2 separate regions of the Gossypium hirsutum genome follow, and region 1 is linked to region 2. The links are chromatin contacts, called in public Hi-C maps. All regions are on one chromosome and are shown on one strand. The core of a region is the stretch at or near the end of the contact, and the rest is flanking DNA. Distances in the headings are between cores, read along the strand shown. Region 1 has its middle 17 kb from the start of LOC107917986. Region 2 holds the start of LOC107916523 (probable nucleoredoxin 2).

Region 1 (2,840 bases), core at 264-2,763, 50 kb after region 2:
TGGTATTTTGATTGGTATTTGAGTTTGTTGAGGTTTAAGCAATTATGAAATGGTAAACTTGTGTTTTAAGGTTCATTTTGGGGCCACACGGCCTGAGACACGGGCGTGTGTCTCGGGCGTGTGTCTCAGCCGTGTGTGACACAAGTCTGTGTGTCTCCTGTAGGTTCAGTGCATACAAGTCAAGCTATTACACGGCCTAACACATGGCCTGGCACGTGGTAGTGTGAGATCATTTCGAAGGGTACACGAGCGTGTGAGATTATTTTGAAGGGTACACGGCCTGACACATGGGCGTATGGCTTGGCCGTGTGACCCAAGTTAGTGAGTTACACGGGCATAAACACGGGCTGAGACACGGCCATGTGCCCCTATTTTGAATGTCCACACGGCCATGTAACCCCTACAATCTAAATTTTTTAACTTTTTTCCTAAAATTTCCAAATGTTTCTGATTTAGTCCCGAATTATTTCTACAGTATTTTTAGGGCCTCGAGGGCTTGATTAAGGGACATTATGGATGTATTTGAATGAAATTTGATTACGTTTGTATAAATGTATGATTTGAATAGTTTAATATTTTGTTTGTCTAGTAATGCTCCATAATCCTGTTTTGGCGACGGATACGGATTAGGGGTGTTACAGATGGTGCATTCCTCACACAGTGAATGAAAGGTGTGTGTCTCTAGGCACCACCACTCAACTAGTGCCAATATTAAGTCGACATTTAGCTCAAACACACAGATTAATGCCGATGATCCAAATCATGTGGCATCTAAGTAGGGCATAATCTGTGTGTTTGGCCGATAGCTCAGACCATGGCCTACAGTACAGACCCTAATCATATTATAAAATTGGTTAAGATCTCATAGTTAAATAAAAAATTATGTGCAACTATGCCAAAAAATACGTACAACATTAGAACATTCTCTTACCGGTAAATGGACCGTCCTAATTGTGTGATCTGCTGCAGTAATTAAAGAACTCATATCCATATATGCAAAAATAATTAAAATTTTAATAATCGAATTAACAAAAAACAATATAAAAAACACGCGTAATATTAATACTTAAACTATTAATTTTATCTCAATTTACCTTAAAAAATAAGGTCAACCAATAAAAATGTAAAATATAGTTCAAAGGTTAGTATACTAATAAAGCTGAAAACAAAGCCTTGAATGCCTAAAAAAATTAAACTTTAACATAATTCTAATCTATTAATAATAATTATAATAATAGCAAAATAAATAAATACCTGATTTTTTTTAGAAGATCTTCGGGTGTGGGGAGAGAAGGAAGAACCATCTAAATGTTTGTAATATAAAAATAAAATAAAAATGAAAGATACAAGTTAATTAGTACAAATGTCTACTAACATAACTAATTATACTAAAAAAAATTAAAACTTATTTTTGTTTTGATTTTTGTGTATAATAAGTACTATGTTTAAATTAGTATTAAAATAATTAATGTACTAATAAAAAAGGGAAAACCTTAAATTTACCTTCAACAGTGGAGGGAAGGGGACCTTCAATAGCTGGAAAATTTTGGTGTGGGGGTTGGGACCAAACCAACCCGCTTTATAATAATAAAAAATAATAATATAATAATAAAATATTTTTTTTAACCTAAAAAGAAAATAGTTGTTATGATAATTTTTTGGTATTGGAATCTAGATATGTAATTGACGAGTTACATCCACAGTAGATCATTAGGCTGACACCAATAAAAATAATTTTATTTAAAAATAATAAAATGTCGTTTGATATGTCGATAGTATCAATAAAAATATATATTTTATTTTTATAATACATTGTTAAAAACACGTATAGTAGATTTTAAATGTGGGTGCAGCCGATTGATAAGACTATACTTAAAAATTAATTTTTTAAAGAAAAAACGGTGCGACACCAAGTATTTACTATAATCTTTGTCTAATTTTATTAATATTAATCTCTCTATCTTATTTTGATATTTATTTATTTATATTATATTATATTATTATAAAAAAAAACCCTATTTCAGAACGGGTACGGAATGGATGGTGATGTGAGTGATATCAATTATTTAAATCTCAAGTGTGGGTCCCACCGGAAAAGAGTCTTAAAACATGGGAATATACAAGCACAAAAGCGTTTGGAAATGTGAAAAAGCAAAAAGCCAGCGCGATGGGCGTTGGTGTTGAGTTGTTTATGGATCACATCACATGGCTCTTTGTACGTAGTCCTTCCATCTTATTGACTTATTAAACTACACTTTATAATTGATAAAAAAGAAAAAAGCAATCAAATTCCAATTTTTTTTTTACTCTTTTAACTATATGCATCATTATTATTTTTTATTATTAAAAAATATGTATTTTTTTCAATAAATATTGATATTTTTAATTTTAAATTGATTGAATTGCTTAAGAGATTCATTGAACTGTGAAATCTGAAGAATAATGACAAATCAAAAATGTCTAGAAAATACAACATTATCACAGACCAGCTAGCTAAACTTAGTCTAAAGTGAGGTTATAAGTTTTTGATGTGTCTCCAAATGAGATCCTTGAGGTTTTACAACAAGATAAACAAAATGGTGCTTTTAAGCATTTGAACTAATGTAATTTATCTTTTATTTTCACAAGAGAGAGAGAGAGAGTAAGAGAGCGTGACCAGCTTTAGAATCACCAGTGTTGGAATCCAGGGGCGAAGTTAGAACAAATTGTTGGGGGCCAGATAAAATTTTAATTTTTTATAGTTTATATATTTATAATTTGTAAAAGATTAAATCGAATTTTTATAATTTTAGGGAGTTAAAGTACAATTTTATCTTTACTAATTTAAAATTTTTAAAAAA
Region 2 (3,223 bases), core at 568-3,067:
CTTGCCCTCAAGATCCGAAATTTTCACCTGCTATAACCAGTAATGGTTAAAGGTCAAATGGAACCATTCAATTACTAATGAAAAGTCAAGCTTATTCCTCAAATACCCTTTTCGTCGCAAGCCACCACAAAGGACACTCCTACATACATTTTCAGTAAGGAAATACGTATACCAATCTATTCCACAAAAAAAACAAGCCCCAACCATAAGTAAATTGTGAAAGCGACGTGCCACCAGCTTTCAAATGTTGTAAGGATAATACGCCATGTGTGTAATGGCAATAGCTAGCTTTGTTGTTAGGCTAAAGCGAAGAACAATAATGTCACATGTTCGCAGCACAACCGCTGTGGGGGGAACCTATATTCGACGAGGACAGGCATGTTTGGCATGTTTTTGTCGCGACAAGAAGTATCTTAGAAATTTAAAAGGACGATCACCGACATATTTCCGATAGTTTTTGCCGATATATCATATATCGATATATTGAACATTATCACGAATGCATCCCACATTCATGCTAAGAATCCGTTCTAATTCCCTTCCCGACAAGCAAAATTCATAACCCCCCACAAGAACATCAAAACAACAAGATCTCTTCACCACCAATGGTGTTCCAACATGTTTGAATTACCGACAAGACATGTAACCGACTTAGATTGTTCGCTTATGAACTTACAATGATCCATTTCTCAGTTTCATCTAATTATTTAATGTGATCATCACCTAATTGTCATAAATACATAAAAGACCCCTAAAAAAGTATTCCCTTCAAAACTAAATCAAATCATTGTCGAGTTTAACAACCACCACTAGCGAAATAACATAAGATCTACTCAATTAAACATGTTCTACCAAACAACATCCCATATATTTCTTCATTCTTTGTTTGGTGCTATAATATACCCAGATGATTATACCATAACCAAGTTCTAGTTTGCTGGACCTTATAATACATATATAACAAAGTATTAGCAGGTGGACTTTCCATTTTAAAACCCTATAGAAGTTCCTGAAATATGTTGCTAATAAATAAAGTTAAATATTTTGAGAATAATACCAAATAATGATATATATATATATATATAGTTCTAGAAAAGATATTCTGGAAGGTTTATGTAATTTCAGAAAGAAGTCTTGGATAAAGAAGAAGATAGAAAAGAAATGGATCTATGATGATGAAAGAGTACAAATTACCGTGAAGCCATAAGTGAGTTAGACCTAAAGGTGGCTGCGTGCTTTCATGTCTGACCACAACTTAAAGTTTACAGCTAAAAATTAATAATAGATACTGAAGAAGAAGAAGAAGAAGATGCTAGATATGTTCTTTATTTCCTTCCATGAAAGGAAAACTAACCTGGTCATCTTGAGCAGTTGAGGACAGAAGATAATCACGATCTTTAGAAGCCAAAAGAGAAGAAAATCTAGATGTTGAAATCTTCTCGGCATCACCATTTGTCAAAGCTTGAACAAGATTCCTGGCGTTGTCGTCCAAATCCATTTCCTTCCTACTTCATCACTTGTCTTCTTTTCTCGCTTCTCGTTTGCTTATAAAAGATTAAATCAGTCCTTTCAAAGCTTAAATTGCATGGAACCATATTCTTTATCCTAAGATAGCAATTCAACCCCCCCCCCCCGAACTTACGATTCACTCCAAAAGTATCGTCAATGAGCCAAACTCCCACTGTTCCTCGGGTCCATTAACTATCATGCTGGCGACGTCTTGACTTATATTTAATTGGTCAAGACCGTCATCTGTCACGCATATAACCTTTTGGTTCGACACATTGGGTTCGCTTTTGTTAAAATAAGAAAAATCGAAGTCCAGGCCAGCGTTTCCAAGCTATCTTAGATAAGGTAGGTAAGGTCCCGTGTTTGTCATAAAGATGTAGTGGACACCTGTATTTCTAACTCTCTCCACCTTTTTAACATTATTATTATTTTCTTTTTTATTTTAATTGCTTCTTATATTTTTATCTAAACAAAACAATAAACTTAGCGTTTACATTTTTTCTATCAATTTGGTTTTTTTTTCTTCTAAATTTGATATTTTAACCTTAAAAAAAATCAAATCTCTCTTTTTTAATAAAAATTATGATCAAAATATTAATTTTTAATGTTGTTAACATGACAACTTGAATTATAATTTATGTACACATCATCTTAATATAACATCATTTATTTTATATATCACTTCAACAAATAATAATTTAAAAATTATAAAAAAAATAAAATATAAAATATAAAAAGTTCATAAAATTTCAAAAATATTAGCATTGAGTATACATCCATTATCATGGAGGCTATCGTATTTAAATTTTTAACATTTTAATTAGTATTCTCATCAAACAAACATAATTTCAAATCTTTTTTAAAAAATTAATTAAATTTAATTTTTTTAAAATGTTGAGAGCCAAATTTAACTAAAAATAAAGATAAAATTAATAAAAATATATAAATATTAAAAATAAAATTAATATTTATTTATTTTTTATCTCGTACTTCAATGAAATATATTAGTATTTAAAAGTTTGGTTAAATTAATAAAAGAACAAATATTATTATAATTTTTGTATATTTTTATATAAAAACTAACGAAATACACATACAATAAGAATTTACCTACTTCAATATTTAAATTTTATTAAATAAAATATCACTCATATGGTAAGCACCGTAATCTAATTTTCCTCTAAATTTTTGAAAAAGATAAATATAAAAATAGTGCGTGGGAGGATGAGACGGCTGTAAGGCTCTAAAAATTGTAGCTTTGAATTCTCACTATATTGGGGCCCACTTAAACGACACTTGGCAACGCGCAACCCGAAGACCTTAATTTAAAAGTACTTTTAATCCTTTCCTTTTGTTTGTATTCCACCATTGTTTAATTCTTTTCTAGAAACCTTTTTCCCTTCACAATGCTTTCAATTTTTTGTAATATTTCTTTTTGGTTAAAATCTCTTCTCAATCATTTTAATTTAACAAAATTTGAGATTTAACCCATATACTTAAAAAGTTAAAAGTTAAGTCTTTTTACTTTGCCGATCTCACTCCAATCATTACCATTGTTAATATTCTTTGTCAAAATTTATCAATTTAGCACATGAATTAAGCTATCTTCATATTATGTGACATATGCTTAATAGAAAATAAATATGTTACGTTGACAAATTTTAAAAGAAACTACCAACAAAAATGATGATTGGGCTAAGATTTTCAAACTAAA

The links. Hi-C and Micro-C count contacts between places; a contact is called where the count stands out from the background.
Region 1: a contact with region 2 is called in a Hi-C map of hypocotyl, with 5 times the contacts expected there. The contact joins the enhancer-like site here to the promoter of LOC107916523 in region 2. A contact is called at or near these places in 24 of 34 Hi-C or Micro-C datasets (anther, callus, cotyledon and 5 more).

The regions. Positions count from the first base shown.
Region 1 is chrA01:21,342,703-21,345,542 of Gossypium_hirsutum_v2.1, forward strand. No RefSeq gene overlaps it. Among protein-coding and RNA genes, the nearest start is that of LOC107917986, 17 kb to the right of the region's middle. Within about 2 kb of position 1,514, at least 3 of the 9 cell types and tissues checked have an H3K27ac peak or open chromatin away from gene starts, as enhancers often do. A contact at or near this core is called in hypocotyl and leaf, where this site is marked.
Region 2 is chrA01:21,292,744-21,295,966 of Gossypium_hirsutum_v2.1, forward strand. It overlaps LOC107916523 (probable nucleoredoxin 2), which reads right to left and starts at 1,818. Exons shown (of 3, transcript XM_016845782.2): 1 at 1,355-1,818; 2 at 1-27. The coding sequence starts at 1,498.